2 separate regions of the Rattus norvegicus genome follow, and region 1 is linked to region 2. Evidence: chromatin contacts called from public Hi-C data. All regions are on one chromosome and are shown on one strand. Each heading gives the region's core, a stretch centred on a gene start, on an enhancer-like site or on the middle of the called end of the contact. The rest is flanking DNA. Distances are from core to core; before and after follow the strand shown.

What was found. Hi-C and Micro-C count contacts between places; a contact is called where the count stands out from the background.
Region 1: a contact with region 2 is called in a Hi-C map of liver, with 5 times the contacts expected there. The contact joins two enhancer-like sites. A contact is called at or near these places in 12 of 12 Hi-C or Micro-C datasets (the A7r5 cell line, the Rat2 cell line, Schwann cells and 7 more) and 1 of 1 datasets of contacts at active chromatin or transcription factors (oligodendrocytes).

What each region holds. Positions count from the first base shown.
Region 1 is chr13:48,058,883-48,064,759 of GRCr8, reverse strand. It overlaps LOC120096251 (a long non-coding RNA gene), which reads left to right. Exons shown (of 2, transcript XR_005492457.2): 2 at 1-5,877. Among named protein-coding and RNA genes, the nearest start is that of Fmod, 16 kb to the right of the region's middle. Within about 2 kb of position 1,944, at least 5 of the 93 cell types and tissues checked have an H3K27ac peak or open chromatin away from gene starts, as enhancers often do. A contact at or near this core is called in liver, where this site is marked.
Region 2 is chr13:47,924,631-47,930,418 of GRCr8, reverse strand. It overlaps Prelp (proline and arginine rich end leucine rich repeat protein), which reads left to right. Exons shown (of 3, transcript NM_053385.1): 2 at 4,324-5,297. The coding sequence starts at 4,340. Among named protein-coding and RNA genes, the nearest start is that of Prelp, 4.8 kb to the left of the region's middle. Within about 2 kb of position 3,693, at least 20 of the 93 cell types and tissues checked have an H3K27ac peak or open chromatin away from gene starts, as enhancers often do. A contact at or near this core is called in liver, where this site is marked.

The sequences.
Region 1 (5,877 bases), core at 695-3,194, 140 kb before region 2:
CCCCTCGAAGATCTTTCAGCCCTCCTTAGGAAAGCTCTTGTTGGATGGTGTCATGGGATGCATACCACCTGACTCCGTGTCCACGGTCACCCAGACCATTAGAGCGTGAGCTCATCTGGAGGCATTCTCTTCGCAAATGTAATTACCAAAAGTCTAGGATGAGAGCATACTGAATCAGGGAGGTCCTTAAAGCTATGCCCCATGTCTTAGAAGAGATTACCAGAGGGACCAATAGAAGACACCAGATGGACATGGGGACAGCAGAGAGATGGAAGTGACAGGGCTGCAAACCAAGCACTGTCGGGACCTGCCAGGAACCAGAAGAGGCAAGCAAGATGGTTTCTAAGACCTTCAGAAAAAAGCAGAGCTCTGAAAGCACATTGTGTACTTTTGGCCTCCCGAATAAACAAGAGAATAATAGATTCTAAAAATTGCCAGACCGCCGCATTTGTTGAGGCTTTGTCAGGCCAGCCGTGGGAGATGAACAGTGATGAGCGTTTGAAATCAGCCTCAAAGCAGGGCACAGCTCCCACCAGAAGCCATTACTTTTGCACTACAAGGAGGCAGGAATTTGTAGGTGACAGTCCCCGTTCCCATAAGGATTCTCTACATCCTGGTGGTGTCTCTTACTCAGCCCTTGGGGTGGTACCTCACAACCCCCATTCCACAGATTTCCTGAAAAAATAAACTCTGCCGTGTGGTGTGTTTGACCGCTCAGAGCCGTTTCTTTATTATGGAGACTTCCCACCATGAGAGACAGAGCCGGCTCTAAGTGAGATCAGCAGCTGCTAACTTTGCGATCTCGGTTGCTTCTGGAGAACCAGCATGGGAGTCCGTCTTGCTAGGCTGATCTAGACTTCAGAGTTGGTGACGTGAGAGAGCAAAGGCCTCATGGAACCTGTGCTGGTGAGGTGGAGAGTAGAGGCAGCGGTAGCTGGACTCCATGCGGAAGCAGCGCACAGTTCTCTGCAGTGTCGATCCAGCGTGAGGGCCTCGGCGTTGGGGGCGGGGTGGGGGAGGGGGGTTGGAGGGCTGCACCGTGATCTTCATGGACATGACTTTGTGGCTGCTTCCGGGTTGCACTGGTTCCACTTCTATGTTGTCCAAAGTCCTCTGCTCCTGACATACCTTTATTACTAGGCATGGAGCTGTGTGCCCTGGAGCCTTGTTATGTCCAGTTCTGTTGGGGGAGCTTGGGCTTTCTGGATCTTTCTATGCAACAACCTTAGTCACACCCTCTGAGTATCTGGCTATGGTTGGCTATTATCTCTTCCTAAAACTGCGGGCTAAGCCTGAAGCCCGTGGCACTCCCCTGTTGTCTCATCCTGTCTCCAGAGCCTAATCTCATCAAGACCCAAGGCTCAGTGCGAGACACCTGGGAAGGAGGGGCGGGGTTTGTTGGGATAGACTGGAGTCAAGGCTGCTGCTAATTCTTGTCGACTTATGAAGATTCAGGGTTTGCCGTTCAGGTTTCCTCCTTGCTCAGTCAGGGACTCTGACCCATTTTCTAGTCTCCAGTGGAATCGTGCCCTTTGTTCGTACAGTGTGCCCAACAGCAGCCCAGACTTGGGTGGAAACAGATCATTTGTCGTCAGCGTTTGCAATTCCTGTTGGGGCCCAGTGTGGCTGGGTGTGGCTGCTGGGCCCTTTGTCCTTCCTAGCCATTTGCCTGTAGGTTCTCCCTTCCTCTGCTCTCAGGGCTGTGCTTCAGTAAAGCCTGGCTTCCGTCAGCAAGGCAGCCCTACTTGCTTCTGGTGTAGGCTTTGACCTTAGGGCATGAGCTGGTTTTCAGGAGTCAAAGCTTGTGCAACTGCATAATTGAGCAAGTGTTGGGTTCCCGTGAGCACAACTTGGGGACTTGAGATACCCAGGGTCTCAACTGGCTGCTGAAGTCACGTTTATTAGCTCCCGCCTGTATGACTGAGGTGGAACCTTCTGGGAAAGTCTGAGGTCCACATGGGACCATTAGTTTCCTGATGGCACTTTAGCGGTGGAGTCAGTGCCTGGGAGCATAGTAGAGTGGCTTAGTCACAAAATAAAGGAGAACATTCAGGCCACTCCTGCTGCTTCCTTAGTCACACTGGTCCTCCTCCTCCTGGATGATGAGGAGGAGGGGGAGGAGGAAGAAGAGGAGGAAGAAGAGGAGGAAGAAGAGGAGGAAGAAGAGGAGGAAGAAGAGGAGGAAGAGGAGGAGGAAGAGGAGGGGAAGGGGAGGGGGAGAAAGGAGAAATAATATTTGGTACTTTATTTGGTGTTTTTATCAAACTGCCTTGTGAGTTTCAGAATGAGCAGTATCTTTTACATTGTTAAGACGAAAATGAGTCTGAGTCCCTACCTACCTCTACAAAGACCCTGAGAGCTTCACGGCTCCTTCCCCAGCAGCCTTGCTCAGGAGCTGGCTGTGACTGAGCTGTGCCCCCAGAGAGGGACGATCCATGCCTGGTGCTTCCTTCTAGCATTCTTCCTGTGCTCTGACCTGTCTTTTCCTGAACCCCCTAGATAATCAGGTCTGTGCATTTGCACCAGAAGACAGATCTTCCGTTGGCGTGCGGCTAACCAAAATTCACCACCGCCTTCACTTCCGAAGGCCACAGACACGGCAGCCCTCGAGGCTCCTTCCATTTCCCCCTGAAGTCCTAGATTTCAGTTTTGTTATTTTGAGACTGGGCCTCTTGTAGCCCAGGTTGGCCTTGATCTGATCATCATGGTCTATCTTCCAAGTGCTTGGCCTATGGGTGTACGTCGCAATACTTGGCTTGAGAGCATAGATGTTTTTATATTACGTTGCATTTATTGAAAAGACCTCAACATGCCTTTTGCATTAGCAACACTTTGAATTAACTTTAGTCAATAAGCCTCTAGAGGGATTTCGTTAATTGTAGTAATGAAGAAATATATACATGATATATAAATTTTATGTTTTACATTTTCGTATCACAGTAACTTGTTTAATTACTGAACTAGCCTGGGCTGCATGTGAGATGCTGTTCAAATCAGACAGCCAAGCCAGCAGTCTGAAAAGCTGAGCATAGTGGTCCCTGTAATCCTACCTACTCAGGATGGTGAGGCAAGAGGGTTATTTAAGCCAGGAGTTCAAGGCGGGTCTGGGAAGCATAGCAAGACTGTTTCAAAACAAAGCAATACACAAACAGAACAAGATTCTGAGCAGGGTCCCATAGGCCTCACCTGCTTTGGCCAGCACAAAAGGCACCTGGTGTCACTGGGTCTTCTGGTGACAGTGGTTCTCCACCTTAATGTTGTGACCCTTTAATACAGTTCCTCATGTTGTGGTGACTTCCAACCCTCACATTATTTTCGGTGCTACCTCACTACAAATTAGCAGCTGTCATTTTGCTACTATTAAGGAGCGGAATGGAGAACGGCTGGATTAGAAGAACACTTGGAGAAATCTAGCTGTCATGGTAGCCTTTGAAAGGCTCTGGAGTCTGACCATGTGATGAGAGACACTGCCCCCTTGTGGCCAAAGACAAAACAGCGAGACTATAGAGCCGCTGCCCTTAGTAGGGTGGTAGTTAAGAGTCTGGCTACTCAAGTCTGAAAGAGAGAATTCCGGCAGTGTAGGTGTATTTGTTTTTAGTCTATTTTATTGTTTTTTATATCTATCATCCTTCTCCACTCCAATCCCTTCCAAAGGCTCAACAGCAGGTAGGTTAGAGGGGAAGGGGACTTAGGTCTCTTTATACTATTTCCTGCTGAGTAGGGGCATAGTTCCTTAGAGCAATCCAAATCTTCATCCTGTCAGGATATCTCAAACTTCTTGTTAAATTGCGACAACAGCAACCAGGAGCAGCAGGGACCACCACCACCAGCGGCAGCAGCAGCAGCAACTCCCTCCCCCTCCTCCCCCATCTCTTCTTCAGAGCCCCTCTCCTGACTCGGGCGTTTATACCCTCTCCAGAGTCCCCAGAATTAAAGAATCTACAGCTAGCAGTAATTCTACCCTTGCTGGAGCAAACAGTCTGCTGCTGGGGACACTCTGAAGCAGCCTCTCATATCTCACAGCTGGGATTAAAACAAAGACAAGTTCACATAACATAACTGAGTTCTTAAAGAAACCAGAACTCTCACTCTAGGTGATTTGATTCCTATGTAGCATCCTGCCTCGCTGCTTTAAATGCTGTCTGTGGTCCAGCCATTTTTTGATGCCTAACGTATCTGATGTTCCTTCCATATTTGGGTGTTATCTATGGCCAGATCATCTCCCCTCTTGTCTAGATTACTGTGTCCCACTCCAAAGCCTTCAACATCAGGCTCTTGACATCTCCCCGCAGACCTATGGTCATTTTGCCAGCTCTTTCTCAGTTTGTAACGCCTGGCCCTCCTTGGGCTGTTGATTCTGTTGTTATCCAATGAACGCCTCAGTAAGAAAGCCCCGCCCTTCATCTGTAAGAAAGCCCCGCCCCTCATCTGTAAGAAAGCCCCGCCCCTCACCTGTTGTTTACTAGGGAAGAGGGAATTTTAATTGAAAAACCACAGCCATAAAGGCTGGCAGGATGGACTGAGTCATCCTCCAGTTGCATCAGTCTTTTCTATCCTTCATCCCCTGGATTCTCAGCTCTGCAGAAGCACTGACAGACTGAAGAGAAAGGTGGTCAGCATCGTGGCCTACATGCTTCCCTGGTGGGTGTGGCTAGCATCACATGGACTACATGCTTCCCTGGTGGGTGGCCCAAGGTCTGTGTGTGTCTTAGTCCTTGTGTATAAAAACAACATATAGTATCTAGTGAAAACAGTAACAGCTGTGGCAGTGTGCACAAGCAGTAGCAAACGAGGTGATACAAGTTAAGTTCTGTGCTGACTTGAATGAGGATAGCCCCCATAGGCTCACATGTTTGAATACTTAGTCCCCAGTTGGTGAGACAATTTGTGAAGGATGTGGAGGTGTGACCTTGTTGGAGGAGGTGTGTCACTGGAGGTGGGCTCTGAGATTCAGAAAACTTAGCTCTCTCTGCCTCCTGCTTGTGAGTCAAGATGGCGCTCTAGCTGTTTGCTCCACCATCATGGACTCTAGTCTCTGGAACTGTAAACCCCACTAAATGCTCTCTTTTATCTGTTACCTGGGTCATGGTGTCTTGTCACCCCAGAAAAGTAGTCAGAGTAAGTCCTTACCAACTGGTAGCATGATGAAAAATGGTGCCCGAGTCTGAGGGACAACCTCTTTCTTGTGTCTCTCATGTGAGACATTTAGAAATGAGACTTAGAACTGAGGCGAATGCATGCATGGCTTTCTTTGTTTCCTTTACCTGGGTTGGTTGCTGTTACATTCTAAATCTGAAATGGCCCCCATGGACTCATGCCTTAGATACTTAACCCTTGTCTGGTGCTGCTATTCTGGGAGGCTTGTGGAACCTTTAGAAGGGACCCGCTAGCTGGTGGAGGCAGGTCATTTAGGGTGGAACTTTGAAGGTTATACAAAGCACCTGATTCCTACCCTGCCCTCTGCTCCTCCGTCTGCTGCGCTGTGAACAGCAACTCCCGTACACTCCCATTGCTGTGAACGGATGGATCGGAACCCTGAGCCCAGATAAATCATTCTTTTCCTAACTTGTCTGTCAGGGGCCAACCCAGCAAGGGAAGGTCGCTAATCCTGCATATTGGTGTCAGGGAATGGGGACACTGTTATGATTAAGTCTGCCCATGTGGCTCTTAGACCTTTCAAACTGGTTTGTAGGGAACATTTGCAGAGGTTTGGAGACGCAGGTTAAAGAACCCCTAATGATACAAGAAGACCCTGGTGGGTGATGCTGGTGGGGGTCAACAGATCTCCACCCCATCCCCACCCCGTGCTAATGCAAGCACAAACAGTGAGGTCTGGCTCGTGAGGCTGGCTTGTTTGTTTGTTGTTGTTGTTGTTGT
Region 2 (5,788 bases), core at 2,444-4,943:
CACCCCTTCTCTTCCAGCAGTAGGGAAATGGAGGATGTTAAACAACCAGGCTGATAGCAGAGGAAAAACCATTACTTCAAAGTGGTACCAAAAACCCTTTGACATACACTGAACACGCACTTCGCACATCATCGATTTAACCCTTGCAGCATCTGGAATGGAGCTGCAGCTACGGGGTAGAGTGCTTGCATACTCTACACAGAACCCTGGCTCTGAGCCTTAGCACCCCCAAAATGAGCTTGCTAAGCGTGCCTGTTCTTAAGATGTGGAGACCGCTTGTGTAGTAGTCCTGAGCTAACTTAAGTTGCAGGGTGGGATCTGTCTCCATGAGTACATCCAGCGTCAAAGGGATTCTTCTTGGCTTTCGGCAAGGATTAAAGGTGGTGGGGAGACAGGCAGACAGGTGGCTATAGGAAACACTGAGTTATCAGCGATTGCTTGACCATCTGTCTGAGTCCTTCTCCAACCCCCTGAATGGGGAGCCTGCTCTTTCAGACCACTTCCCTAAAACCATACAACCTCCATTCTGTTCACATTCTTCCTGCTCAAACCAGAATACAGTGCTTACTCTGCAACGGCGTTAAGCTTGGCTTTAGCACTTTTTCACCTGCATTGCATTTTAAAGTTCTTGCCACTTACGTCCGATAACTAGGCGAGCTTTGCCCAACCCGGGTTCATACTGTGCATTTAAAAGGACTCCTCTCCCTGGACTTGACTGCCCCATAGTACCTCAGCCCTACACTGGAGGAGTCCAAACACTGACAGTCCCTGGCCTCTTACCACAGGTAAACAGGACAGGTGGGAAAGAGGACTACCTCACTTTAATCTCAGGGAGCCTCTCCTAGAACCTGCTCCTCTGCAAACACACTGCCCCTGCCATTTCCAGTGTCTTGTTTCTGGACCGGGGCCTTCAGATGCGTGAGCTCATCCCATCCTCACATAGATGTCAAGCGTAGGGCCCAAGGGGAGAGTCAGGCAGGATTCAAGCCCAGATCCACGCTGTCGGAACTGAAATTTGAACTGTAAGCTCTCTCTCTTTTTTTTTTTTTTTTTTGGTTCTTTTTTTTCGGAGCTGGGGACCGAGTAAGCTCTCTTAAGAAAGGCTTCTGAATGCAGAGCATGCACTGGGGTTGGGTAAAGCCAGAAGTGTTTTCAGAGACGGCTCTGGAGATTGGTGAGTTAGCCAAGAGGCATGATCAACCAGGCTCACTGATTGGCTGTGAGCAGGGCCCAATAGTGATTGGCGGTGAGCAGGGCCCAGTAGGGATCAGAAGTGAACGGGCTGTGGGGGAGATATGTTTTCAGAAGCATAAGGGATTTTAAAGACACCCTACCCTAAAGGACCTAATGCCATGGAAGGCAAGAGCACAGGACCCTGGCTCTGGTCTCTGTTGGTGAGACTACAAACCCCTCTGGGTGGAGTTACCTCCAGTTTGCCTCAGCCCCCACCCCTTATAGAGTCCTGAGGTGGGGGGAGCATGGCTAGAGAGAATGGCCATGCAGTGAGAACTTCCCAGAAACCCAGGACAGCCTGGCTCAGCAGGAAGGGGTGTGTGCCTATGAGCAAGGTCTTGGCAATGAGCTCAGTTCCCTGTGCGCTCTGCACACGGATCTCCGGTTCATCCTGGGGCTGAGAGAGGAGAGGGTTGAGCCTCCTCCTAGTGAAAGTCCCCGCTTCAGATTCACGGGGGCTCGTTTGGTGGGGAGGGGGCTTCTGGGACTGTGGGTGGAGCATGGCTATCCCTGAGTTCCTGAAGAAAGGGTCCAAAGGACTAATGGGAAGATAAGGGTTCTCAGAGTCTGGCCCAGGCATGAGGAAGAAGGAGGCCTGGGGACCCCATGTCTGAGACAGGCAGGTAGAACCGAGTAGCCTTCCCATTGGGATAGCCATGGCAGTGGAGCCCAGGTTGCCCAGCACATAGACAACCGAGATCCACCCCTATCCCCCGCATCAGAGCCCACACAGGCAAGGCCCTGTTGGATGCCCCAGAAAGCTTTTGTTTGGCTAACTCCGTGGCCATTACTTCACCTTGGAAGTGCTCTGGGCACCAAGGGCAGCAAAGCAAACCCAGAAATTTCTGTCAAGCCTAATTTTGGCCTTGGAGCAAGGTCTCTCACAGCATGAGTGGGTAGTAATTTTGCCTACAGACTTCTGGGTAACTTATAAACAAAGAGATTAAAAAAGAACAACAAGAGAAAACAAATCAGTCATAAAGACTGGTGCTGTTAAAACGTCTTTTGGAATAGTAATGCTTTGCCCTCTTCGTTCCTATGTAATGTGACTGTTCTATTTTCAAGGAAATTAAAAGCCTTATTAAAATGCTAATCCACAACACACCAGTTACAGAGCGATAGGAGGATGAGCAGCAGGGCTCAAGTTCAAGTCTGCAAGGGACCTGCTGTCTTCTTAGTCCTTTCAGAGAAGCCGTACTTCAGATAAACCAAGACCCTAAGTGCAGGTCCCGTGTCACCAAAGGCCCAGGGGAAATGAACTTCTTAGAGGCTGTCCAAAGAGAAACCACCTCAGACAGGAGAGAGAAATATCGGGCAGGATAGGGCTCCACCTTCTCTGTTCTACCCTCCTTCCCACCTAGACTGACACACAAAGCTCACACAGTCACACAGGGCCCTGAGAATGTGAGTCTGCTCATCGAGTATGTGTACAGACTGATATGGGCTAGAAAAAGAGGGAGGGGTGTGTGTGTGTGTGTGTGTGTGTGTGTGTGTGTGTGTGTGTGTGATGGGCATGACTGTGTGTGTGTGGTGTGTATGTGTGTGTATGTGTGTGTGTGATGGGCATGTGTGTGTGATGTGTATGTGTGTGTGATGGGCATGTATGTGTGTTTGATGGGTGTGTGTGTGTGTGTGTGTGTGTGTGTGTGTGTGTGTGTGTGTGTAATGAGCATATATGGTTAGGCAGGCACAGTTAAGTTATGCCCATTAGGAATGAGCTCTTCCAGCTCGCCTGTTGTCTGTCACACTCGGCTCCACCTGAACAACTTGGGGATCCCACCACCCTTTCCTTTCCTTTGACCAAAGCGAGCAGAAGATAGTTCCTTGGAAAAGCAAAGGGAGATTTGACATAAATATGGGCTCAGAGGAGAGGTGGGGAATGGAGGCTGTGATCACAGGGTTCAAGGACAAGCTAGGGACACACTGCAGCACACCCTGCACGCTGAGAGCTATGGTAGTGGGGAAGATGTGAAGTGAGCGACGGATGCCATGTGGGAAGTATCGGGGAGGGGAGCTGAAGAGATCAAGTACGGGCACCCTCTCCCTGGGCCCGTCCTACCCCAGGCTGGCGAGGGGAGTGGGCCCTCCAGCTAGGCTGGACTTTTCAACTTAGCTCCCACTCCACCGGTCAGCAGAGCCACCCAACGAAGGTCTTCAGCTCTTGATCTCAGAGTTGCCATCGGCTACAAGGAAGTTCTTCCTGACTCCCCATTCTAACATCAGTTCCAAGGTTATACAGAGTGACAATACCAGGTCCAAAGAAAGGAAAGCGTTTCCCCGGGTCTTTTATTCCTTTCCTGTTTATTTTCCCAAGGGCCTCTACATCTGGGGAAGAATTCTTGGCACAGTTTGTGCTGGCAAAGACCAGCAATCCCTGAGCCAAGTGCAGGGGAGAGGACAGTGCAAGGGTGAGTGGGTGAACACTGGTATCTGAGTGGTTCCTTTCCAGGACACCTCCTGCATTTTTTGTTCTGTGCTCACTGTCAAACAGTCTCCTGGCTTCCTCAAGCCACCCCCCTCCACCCCAAACACAGTGGGGGCTGGACATGGTGGGTGGATTGCAGACCATTTATAGCAATGAAATGTTTTCCTCTTTTCTTCAAATGCTTTGTCTAACCACCCTCGTGTGTGTGTGTGTGTGTGTGTGTGTGTGTGTGTGTGTGTGTGTTTTACCTCTCTCAGTATTTCTATCTCTGTCTATAACAGATTTAATGCTCCTCAAGCCAACACAAGAGTCACCTTGGGGGCCCCTTCTCAGTGTACCTCCTCAGAGGGTGCACAGGAATGTAGGCACCGTTTGAGAATGTGGGATTTGTATGGAATCTTCCCGATCCATTGCTTAGGACTCTGGGCCATATCCTAGCATCCCCTGCCACTCCTGGCAGACCTTAAGCACTCTCCTTACAAGAGCCGTGATGGTCTTATCATATGATTGCTAGAGAGAGCACCCCCTCCAGCTCTCCCCCACCTACCCACCCCCGCCAAGGGTTTCCAACATGCCTCAAGACCCCTGGTTCCCAGCATCTTGTGCTTTCTACAAACATGCCCCTTTCCACGAGAGGCTAATTTCTCCCAGTTTCCTTCCTGCAGGTACATCACCTGGATCATGAGGGCATCCTTCTTCTGGTTCCTTCCACTTCTCCTCATCTTGGCCTCAGTGGCCCAAGGCCAGCCAAGACCAAAACCTGGGATTAGGCGTAAACCCAAGCCAAGGCCCACACCCAGCTTTCCTCAGCCCCACGAGCCAGCAGAGCCCACAGACCTGCCTCCACCCCTTCCTCCTGGCCCTCCATCTGTCTTCCCTGACTGTCCACGGGAATGCTACTGCCCGCCTGACTTCCCATCAGCCCTCTACTGTGACAGCCGAAACCTTCGCAAGGTCCCAATCATCCCACCCCGAATTCACTACCTTTATCTGCAGAACAACTTCATCACCGAGCTCCCCGTAGAATCTTTCAAAAATGCCACAGGCCTCAGGTGGATCAACCTGGACAACAACCGCATTCGCAAGGTGGACCAGAGAGTGCTGGAGAAGCTCCCTGGCCTGGCATTCCTCTACATGGACAAGAACCAGCTGGAAGAGGTGCCATCAGCTCTGCCCCGGAACCTGGAACAGCTGAGGCTAAGCCAGAACCTCATCTCCAGGATCCCGCCCGGAGTATTCAGCAAGCTTGAGAACCTTCTGCTTCTGGATCTGCAGCACAATAGGCTGAGCGACGGAGTCTTCAAAGCCGACACCTTCCAGGGCCTCAAGAACCTCATGCAACTCAATCTGGCCCACAACATCCTGAGAAGGATGCCCCCCAAGGTGCCCCCGGCCATTCACCAGCTCTACCTGGACAGCAATAAGATCGAGACCATTCCCAGCGGATACTTCAAGGACTTCCCCAACCTTGCCTTCATCCGCATGAACTACAACAAGCTGTCGGATCGAGGGCTCCCCAAGAACTCCTTCAACATCTCCAACTTGCTGGTGCTCCACTTGTCACACAACAAGATCAGCAATGTGCCGGCCATCAGCAACAAGCTGGAACACCTGTACCTCAACAACAATAGCATAGAGAGTGAGTTGAGGGGTATCATGGGGTAGGGGCTAGGGCAAACTTTCTCAGGAACACCACAGCGGGGTTACAAGAAGCAGCTACTGGGACACTGGTGTAGCGGTCTCCTCCTCCTCTTCCTCCTCTTCCTCCTCCTCTTCCTCCTCTCCCTCCTCCTTCCTCTTCCCTTCTCCCTCCCCTCCTCTTCCCCCTCTCCCTCCTCCTTCCTCTTCCCTTCTCCCTCCCCTCCTCTTCCTCCTCTCCCTCCTCCTTCCTCTTCCCTTCTCCCTCCCCTCCTATTCCTCCTCTCCCCCCTCCTTCCTCTTCCCTTCTCCCTCCCCTCCTCTTCCTCCTCTCCCTCCTCCTTCCTCTTCCTTTCTCCCTCCCCTCCTCTTCCTCCTCTCCCTCCTCCTTCCTCTTCCCTTCTCCCTCCCCTCCTCTTCCTCCTCTCCCTCCTCCTTCCTATTCCCTTCTCCCTCCCCTCCTCTTCTTCCTCCTCTCCCTCCTCCTTCCTC